Regions from separate parts of the Sus scrofa genome. Here region 2 is linked to region 1. The links are chromatin contacts, called in public Hi-C maps. All regions are on one chromosome and are shown on one strand. Each heading gives the region's core, a stretch centred on a gene start, on an enhancer-like site or on the middle of the called end of the contact. The rest is flanking DNA. Distances are from core to core; before and after follow the strand shown.

Region 1 (4,537 bases), core at 1,225-3,724:
AGCTTTTCCAGATTATTATTATTATTATTATTTTCTTGGTAGGGGGGAGGGTGTTATGAAATTGCCTTTCTCCAGTCCAGAAATAATCTGGGGAAGCTAATCCAAGAACTTTGTGTAGAGCTGTTCCTTTTGAGCCAGCATCGCTTGTCAGTAAGCACCGGGTATAAAAGCCTTAGCATCCACAGTAGTGTATTGAGGATTATTTTTGAGCATCCCATTTTCCTGATGCCATGTGTGAAACTGGGTTTTCATGATCTTAACCAATATTCTGCCCTTGTAAAGGATGAAGGGATAGGAGATGGACGAGATCTCGTATTCTCAAGATGGGAGAATATCTTCATTTTTCCATGAATAAAAGATTAGAGGATTTTCCTCAAAAACTGAAAATTGTGATGGTGATGCTTTTTTGGAGAGGACTGAACTAAATTCAGTGGATTCTTGCTCCTAACATGAGGGCAGGGAAAGTGGATAATATATTCCTTGGGTGAGAGAGTATTGTTGCATTTCCCATTGTTAGTCTTTAGTCCTGACCTGTTGGGAAAGCATACTTTTTCACTGCTCAGTACCAAATGCAGAATAAAGCTGGGAAGAACATGCCTTTCATTTATTAGCAAGCAGACCTGGTTTGGAAAGGGGTTAAAGCCTTAAGTGAGCAAATCAAGCTAACGATGAATGAACTAGATAGTTAACGTGTGTACTTTTAATTTCCTTTGGCTAAAGGTAACCCATACTTCTCTGTTCAGAGACAGGAGAGGTATAATTGCCTCAGTGTTAGTTTTCCTGTTTTTGTTTTCTATTTGTCCCTAATCACTTTGTAGCAAGCCAGGAAACTATGGATTCTATACAGGGCAGCTCTTTGTGAAAGTGGTTTATTTTGGCCACTGGAGAAAGAGTTGGGATTGAAAAATCAAGTGGTGCCAGTTTATTTCTTGCCCCACAGAAAACAAAGTTCCTATAATAAGGTAGAGGAAAGAAGCTACTGTGAGGAGTTTGGCTTCCTAACAGAATCAAAGCTTTGTACGGGAACTCCATGAATTGAAACCTTTCATTCTGTTTTATCAGAGTGCATATATGTCCTATTTCAGGAAAAGTAAAAGTCATTTACAGAAGAAAGTCAATCTGTATCCTAAGTGTTTTAATAAAAAGTTGAAACAAATTTACTATCTCTCTCTTTTTTTTTTTTTTTGGCATTGGTTTGTTCAGAATTTGAACATGCCATGAAATTTGTTGGTGGGGGGAGCAAAAGTTCTTCCCACTTATGGGAAGAAATTAAGTACTATTTGAGAGCCTTGGAACATTCGGTGATCCCAGGGTTGGTGGTCATTTTTGCAACAGGATGGACATGGCAGACTTTTGAACAAAATCTCTTATTAACATGCTACCTAGAACTGGATTCAGTTTAGTTGTATTTCACTCATGATTGAATACAAAATTGGAGTGATGCAGTTGATTTCTTCATTTAGCAAAACGGGGAGTGCTAAAATCTGTGCTTGTGTATTTACTAGGCTTATAGGAAGCCTTGCTTTTAAACAAACGCAAATGAGTTTCTAAAACCAAAGTACTGTGGCAAAATAGAATGCGACCAAAATGCAGCAGGTTCTCTTTAGGTATTAAATTATTGAAAGCATCTTGTGATTGAAACTAATGTCCATGTTTACATGGATTTTATGTTTATATGGATTTGTGTTATTTGAGTTGGAGTGGAACATGAAAATTAAAGGCTTGAGTCAATGAGCCCAGCACTCAAGGGGGTCTCATCTTGGCTGTTGACTATGACTTGGGACTCTCTACTGTGATGTGCCATAAACAGAAAAATATGACTGATAACTTCATACTGGAGGCTTGCACATCATTAAGGGAGAATCACTGGACTCCAGAGAGAAACTCTATTGCTAGGAAGTTGGAATAGTTAAAAGAGTTTTTATTGTGATAGAGCCATCTTCTGTGTCACAGAACCAGAAGACGACAGTACCTGCTAAGGGAAGATTGCTTATATCAGTCCTGTATCATACTGTAGTGGAGTCTTCAACATGTCCCATTCTCAAACAGGTTTGTGTCACTGGGAGCAATGAGCATTACCCTGCATTGTGCTGGGGATACACCAAGCAGCAATAGTTTATTCAAAAATTTGAAGCAGAAGAGTTATGTAATTTAAGTAGTGATTGGTTTCCATTAATGCTGACATATGTACTAAAATAATCTTATTTAAATTACTATGTACTTCAGTGATACTGCGATAAACAGACCTTCAGAGATATCCTGCAGTGACCTCAAAACATCCTTGTCCCTCTGTCCTCAGAGAGATTTCTTTGGAAAAGTAGGGATGTTTTATATTAGCTTAGATCAGGGGTGGCAAACTACAACTTGTGGTCCAGATCTGGCCTGCTGCCTGTTTTTGTATGGCCTGTGAGAAAAAAAAAAAAATGCAATTCTGTGGCATGCGATAACTATATGAAATTCAAATTTCAGAGTCTATAAGTAAAGTTATTGGAACACAGCCACCCCATTCCTTTAGCTTTTGCATGCTATAAAGGCAGAGCTGAGTATGTGAGGCAGAATGTATGGCCCACAAAACCTGAGTTATTTACACTTCGACCCTTTACAGAAAAATCATTCGACTCCTAACCTAGATAAATCTTGGATGGTGGTTATGTCATTGTGTGAAATGTGCATACCGCAAACTATAGGGTTGTATAATTAAAAACTGGCTGAAGCTAAGGTTCATCATAGTTTTAAAGGGCAATTTTATTTGAGCAAACCTGGTTTCCATGAGATATGTAGTGTGGGTCATCAAAAGGCCCTAGGTGTAACCTTGTGAGCTCCATGCCCCCCAGTAAACTGCTGTAGGGTTTACTTACAGAATTTCAAAATACTGAATGGGCCTAGTATTTCCTTGCCCGTCTTATCCCAGGCATCAGAGGTCGGATGTCCCCTACACCTGGGCTGATACTGACAGGTCCTGTCTTCGCCTGGGCAAGTCTAGCCATGTCAGCGCACATTTCTATTGTCTTTCCTGTAGCGCAGCCAACGGAGACGAGACTAGGCTTCCAAGGGACCAGCACGCCTCTTCTACCGGTAAAGCCACACTCCTGTCTCACTCCTGGAGCTGATCCTCGGGTTCCGCCTCTCCCTCTAGCTCTCACCATCTGAACCACTAGGACGGGGAAAGGCGGGGTCAGCCTCAGCAACCAATCAGGGCTCGGCCCCTAGCCCAGCCAATCAGGACAGGCCATCTGGGGCTCAGCCAATCCGGCCGGACGAAGAAGACTGGCGACAAGTGCCTGCACCTCTCCTTCAGGTTTGGGTGGCCCTTCGTGTGGTCAATCGGTCTCTGTCGCGGTTCTTGCTCGCTCGCTCGCTCATAGTCCTGGAAGCCCCTGTGTGCCGTCCCAGAGGCCATGGGGCGGCAGTGGGGGCCAGCCATGAGGGCGGCCGAGCAGGCGGGCTGCATGGTGAGCGCCTCGCGGGCGGGGCAGCCGAAGGCGGGCTTATGGAGCTGCAGCGGGGTGATCCTGAGCCGCCGCCCGGGCCTGGTGCTGTGCCACGGAGGCATCTTCACCCACTTCCTGCGGGCCGGCAGCGGGGCACTGACTGTGGCCGGCGCCGCCTTCCTACCCGGAGACAGTTGCAGTGACGACCTGCGCCTGCACGTGCAGTGGGGCCCAACGGCTGCAAGTCCCGCAGGCCGCGCAGAGCGGGGCCGCGCTGGGCTGTGCACACCCCAGTGCGCCGGCCTGGACCCTGGCCCGCCCGCCCGGCCCCGCGGGCGGCAGCTGCAGCCCCCGCGCCCCGCCGAGCTGTTGCTGCTGCTGAGCTGCCCAATCTTCCGGGGCCAGTTCGCGCGCCTCTTTGGCAGCGAGACAGCCGAGCAGTGGCATTTCGCAAGCGCCGCACCGGAGGATGAGGTGTCGGAGGAGGAGGAGGAGGATCAGCTGAGAGCGTTGGGCTGGTTCGCGCTGCTGCGCGTGCTGCCGGACCCAGAGAGGGAGGCGGAGGCGGTGGAGCGCGGGCCGATAGTGGCGGTGGCGCCTCTCGGGGCTGTGCCCAAGGGCGCGCCGCTGTTGGCCTGCGGCTCCCCGTTCGGGGCCTTCTGCCCGGACATTTTTCTCAATACGCTCAGCCGCGGCGTGCTGAGCAACTCGGCCGGCCCGTTGCTGCTTACCGACGCGCGCTGCCTGCCAGGCACCGAGGGCGGCGGCGTGTTCGCGGCGCGGCCCGCGGGGACTCTGGTGGCGCTGGTGGCGGCGCCCCTCTGCTGGAAGGCCCGCGAGTGGGTGGGCCTCACCCTGCTCTGTGCCGCCGCTCCTCTCCTCTGCGCCGCCCGAGACGCGCTCTGCCACCTGCACCCCGGCACCGATGCCCTGGCTGCCTTCCTACCGCAAGAGATGGGCGCCCCGTGGGACCGGCCCCTCCGAGATCCCGGCCCCCCGTGGGCAGCCGCGGCTGTGCTAGTGGAGTGCGGTTCCGTCTGGGGCTCTGGAGTGGCCGTGGCGCCCCGACTTGTGGTGACCTGCCGGCATGTGGCCCCTCGGGAGGC
Region 2 (4,525 bases), core at 349-2,848, 78 kb before region 1:
TCAATCTAACTAGAAAATTATCCTACTAGGTTTTCATTTAATACAAGGCACTTCTCATTTTATATAGTAGATACTTTTTTTTTTTTTTTTTTTGTCTTTTTGCCTTTTCTAGGGCCACTTCCTGCGGCATTGGAGGTTCCCAGGCTAAGGATTGAATTGGAGCTGTAGCCACCAGCCTACTCCAGACATAGCAATGCGGGATCCGAGCGGCGTCTGCAACCTACACCACAGCTCACGGCAACGCTGGATCCTTAACCCACTGAGCAAGGCCAGGGATCAAACCCACAACCTCATGGTTCCAGTCGGATTCATTAACCACTGTGCCATGACGGGAACTCCGATACTCCGACACTTCTTCTTCTTCTTTTTTTTAAAGTTTAGGAGTTCTCTTGTGTAGTGGGTTAAGGATCCAGCATTGTCACTGCAGTAGCAGGCCAGCACTGCTGTGGTGTGAGTTTGATCTCTGGCCTGGGAACTTCCTCATGCCACCTGCATGCCCCCCCTCCCCGGGCCAAAAAAAAAAGCCCAGCCCATCAAAACTTTTAAGTTAAACTAGACATTCTTTGAAATAATTTTGCAATCAAATTAGTGAATAATCACTGTCTAACGAGGATTTTGAAACACACACACACACATATATATACACACACATAGAACTGGGGAAGTGAGTGAAGCAAACATCTGCCCATAACCTCGAACTTGCTTTAGCTTTTGGGGTCTGGCCTAACAACATGAAACAGTAGTATAAAAACAAGCTCCAAGGAGCTTGCACCTGAGAGAAATGTCCTCAAGGGACCATGAGCTCACGTGTGGGCTTTCCCAATGCTGCCATCTCAAGGCCTAGGGGACTTGGGGTGGGGTGGGGGCGGCAGACTGAATCTTCCTTGTGGAGGGTGGGAATAACCCAGCAACCCTTGAAATCATTACTATTATTATCTCTATTTCCCAGACGAGAAACTGAGTCAGAGAGCTTAATATCAATTTGCTCGCTGTCATATGCTGGAAAGCAGTGGAGATGTAACCTAGTTGGTAGCCAAAGGGTATCAGTAATGCAACTCAACTTTTCTCAAACAGATCAGAAAACTGCTCACCTTTAAGCAGCCTTAGCGGGGATTGCAAAGTGAAGCAGCTGATTCCTAAACGTCTATCTCCCCCTCCCCAACCCCATGTCCGCGGCGTTTGGAAGTTCCTGGGTCAGGGATCAAGCCTGCGCAATGCTGTAAACAAAGCCACAGCAGTGACAACACCGGATTCTTAACGTGCTGAACCATGAAACAACTCCTCAGCGTCTTTTGAGGTAAGAGGGTATGTGAGTCAAAGGTGTGTTCCCATTGTGTGTAGAGGGCGAGACGTCAGCGGTCAAGCCTCAGCTGGTCCAAGTTGAGACCTTCTTACTCTCTCCCTTCAGAGCCCAAAGCCCGCCAGCTGGGACAGAACGCAGCCACGTGGCCAAGCCTGGGGCTCCTGAGCAGTCCGCGGAGGCGCGGCCTGAGGGGGCGGGGCTGGGGCGCAAGGACTCGCGGGCACCGCGGAGTGCGCCTGCGCGCGGGGTGGGCTCGCCCGCGCCCAGCAAGTTAAAGGCGGCTCCCCGCCCCCAAGCAGGTCCAGTCACCGCAGTGCGCAGGCGCGGAGCCTTCTCCTTGTCAGTGAGCGCCGCGTGCGGGTTTGTGACTCTGAGCGGCGGCGGCGGCGTCCAGTCTCCGGCACTATGAGCAGCTTCAGCAGCGAGGAGCGCTCCGCGCCTTTCACCCTCGAGTACCGAGTCTTCCTCAGTGAGTGTCCGAGGCCCGCGGCCCCTCCCTGCCTGCCCGCCCATTCATTCCCTGGCCTCGTCTCCCCCCACCGCCCCAGCGGCTGCGGCCCGCGCCGGGCTCCTTGGACTGGTCCCCGGGGCCTGGGCTGCCTCGTCCTCTCATTTCACACGTCCCGCTTGCGAGCAGGAGGGCGTAGGTCTTCGTTGCTCTTGAACACGTTCGGTTGGACCTGAACCCGGGCCAGGCTAATTTTGCAGGTGTTCAGCTCGGGCAGTGTCTTAGGGGAAAAGGAAACCACTGAGTCACCCTAGAAAAGGTGCCTGGGAATAAACTAATCCCTGTAAGAGGATTATTCATTTTGGAGGAACAGGGAGGGGGAGGTGATGGTGGTGACTCCCTAAGATCTTAATTCCTCCACAGTGGCTCAGATTGTGGGCACCAAGTCCAGCCCCTCGTCCTACAGACAGGGAAATCGAGGCCCCGATCAGGAGCAGTCAGTGGAGGACTGGACCCATCCCTCTGGGGTCCCAGTAGCGCTCCTGCCTCCCGGCCGTATGTTTTCCTGTAGCACTGATGCTGGGAAAAAGCCTTATGAAACAGAAAGCTGTTCCCCTCCGGTCAAGCAGATGACGTCAATCTGGGAAGCATGAGTAAGAAAGTGCCAATTTTTGGTCCCTGTGCAGGGAATCGCGTCCAAGGGGTATCTCCCCCACGTCTGCACCAAGAGCGAGGAGGCTGCAGGCTGGCAGCGCTCAGCTTCCCTTGACATCACCTTTAGCCTTGTAGATGGAGGAAAGCTGCCGAGAGTTTATCTTTATCCTCTTACCGAGTCCCCCCTGCTCCCCCTCCGGGGGAAAAAAAAAATTACTAGAGATAAGGGGGGGGGGGCGTTTGAAAATGTGTCACCAAAGGCCTTTCGCTTTTAACTTTACAATTTTGTTCGGAAGGAAATGGGCAGGTGCCGCGGATTCTGTAAGGTCGTGTGTTGTATGAAGGGTAGTGAAGAGAGGGGTATAGGGGGCGAATGGTAGAAAATACTGAAAGAACAAAGCTCCTAGCAAAAAATAGCTTGATGTGAGAGGAAAAGGAAAGTGAACTCTAAAAGTTACACAACTTGGAGTTCCCGTCGTGGCGCAGTGGTTAACGAATCCGACTAGGAACCATGAGGTCGCGGGTTCGGTCCCTGCCCTTGCTCAGTGGGTTAACGATCCGGCGTTGCCATGAGCTGTGGTGTAGGTTGCAGACGCGGCTCGGATCCCATGTTGCTGTGGCTCTGGCGTAGGCCGGTGGCTACAGCTCCGATTAGACCCCTAACCTGGGAACCTCCATATGCCGCGGGAGCGGCCCAAGAAATAGCAACAATAACAACAACAACAAAAAAGACAAAAAGACCAAAAAAAAAAAAAAAAAGTTACACAACTAGTTTTAAGTTTAGACTGCTACGGGAAAATCCGAGCAAGGGTGGGACACCCCCCCATCTTAATTGATTTTGAAATTAAGCAATAAGGGCAGTGCAGAAACTTTTGACAAATAATTCACAGAACTATTTTTCTGGAGTTAGTGTTGATTCCAGAATTCTCTCTAGGAGAGATTTCGAGAGATGATTCTCTAGTTTGAAGGTGGGGAATGATTAGGATAATCGTCTTCAAGCTTTATTTGCAGAACACAGTTTTTTCTTAAATTATGTATTGGTAGTCAGTACTATATAATTTTAATTAAAAAAATAGAAGAAAATTAAAAATAGACTTCCTAGCATCTTTTCTTAATAGGAGAAGATTTTTGCCTTCCTAATGTCACATTTGCCATTGTCTATAAAACTGATAGTGGATTGGACCTCAAGTCATTATTGACTAAAGGGACCAATATTCCATTGCCGGTGGTCAGTGCTCCATTTTTGTTACTCCACTTTGATTTTTATTTATTTATTTATTTATTTTTTGGTCTTTTGAGGGCTGCACTCACGGCATATGGAGGTTCCCAGGCTAGGGGTCGAATTGGAGCTGTAGCCACCAGCCTACGCCACAGCCACAGCAACATGGGATCCGAGCCGAATCGGTTACCTGCACCACAGCTCACAACACTGGATCCTTAACCCACTGATCGAGGCCAGGGATCGAACCTGCATCCTCATGGTTCCTAGTCAGATTTGTTTCCACTGAGCCACGATGGAAACTCCTGATTTTTAATCTTGAAGGAATGTAATGTGGACTGTCCTCAAGAATAGTAAGGAAGTGTTACAATTACTTTTTGTATATGGTAGTTAGATTTCTAGATTACAGAAATTATTTCTTCAAGTGTTGTTACAACTAGATTATCCTTAAGAAAATCATAATTGGGAGTTCCTGTTGTGGCTCAGCAGTTAATGAATCTGACTAGCATCCATGAGGACACAGGTTCGATCCCTGGCCTCGCTCAGTGGGTTAAGGCTCTGGCGTTGTCATGAACTGTGGTGTAGGTCGCAGACGAGGCTCAGGTCCTGCATTGCTATGGCTGTGGCTGTGGCCAGCAGTTACAGCTCTGATTCGACCCCTAGCCCAGAAACCTCCATATGCTGCGAGTGTGGCCCTAAAAAGCAAAAGCAAAAAAAAAAAAAAAAAAAAAAAAAAAAAATCATAATCAAAGATGTCTCTGTCTTCTTGGAACATCACTTAAAGCAACATGCTTTATAACTGGGCAAGTTGGTCCCCTCCTTTCTCCCTTGAGGCCAGGTATTTCATTACCTCTGTAAACTGTTAACTGATGTAAAATCAATCCAAACAATTCCATTGCCT

What was found. Hi-C and Micro-C count contacts between places; a contact is called where the count stands out from the background.
Region 2: a Hi-C map of liver shows a contact between it and region 1, with 9 times the contacts expected there. The contact joins the promoter of PPA1 here to the promoter of TYSND1 in region 1. A contact is called at or near these places in 1 of 5 promoter capture datasets (fetal liver), 5 of 47 Hi-C or Micro-C datasets (adipocytes, fibroblasts, liver and 1 more) and 1 of 2 datasets of contacts at active chromatin or transcription factors (alveolar macrophages).

The regions. Positions count from the first base shown.
Region 1 is chr14:73,087,555-73,092,091 of Sscrofa11.1, reverse strand. It overlaps TYSND1 (peroxisomal leader peptide-processing protease), which reads left to right and starts at 2,474. Exons shown (of 5, transcript XM_001927343.6): 1 at 2,474-4,537. The coding sequence starts at 3,399. It also overlaps a transcript of SAR1A not described here.
Region 2 is chr14:73,164,761-73,169,285 of Sscrofa11.1, reverse strand. It overlaps PPA1 (inorganic pyrophosphatase), which reads left to right and starts at 1,598. Exons shown (of 11, transcript XM_001925080.6): 1 at 1,598-1,772. The coding sequence starts at 1,709. LOC102163044 (a long non-coding RNA gene) reads right to left here and starts at 1,286. Exons shown (of 3, transcript XR_002338432.1): 1 at 1,092-1,286.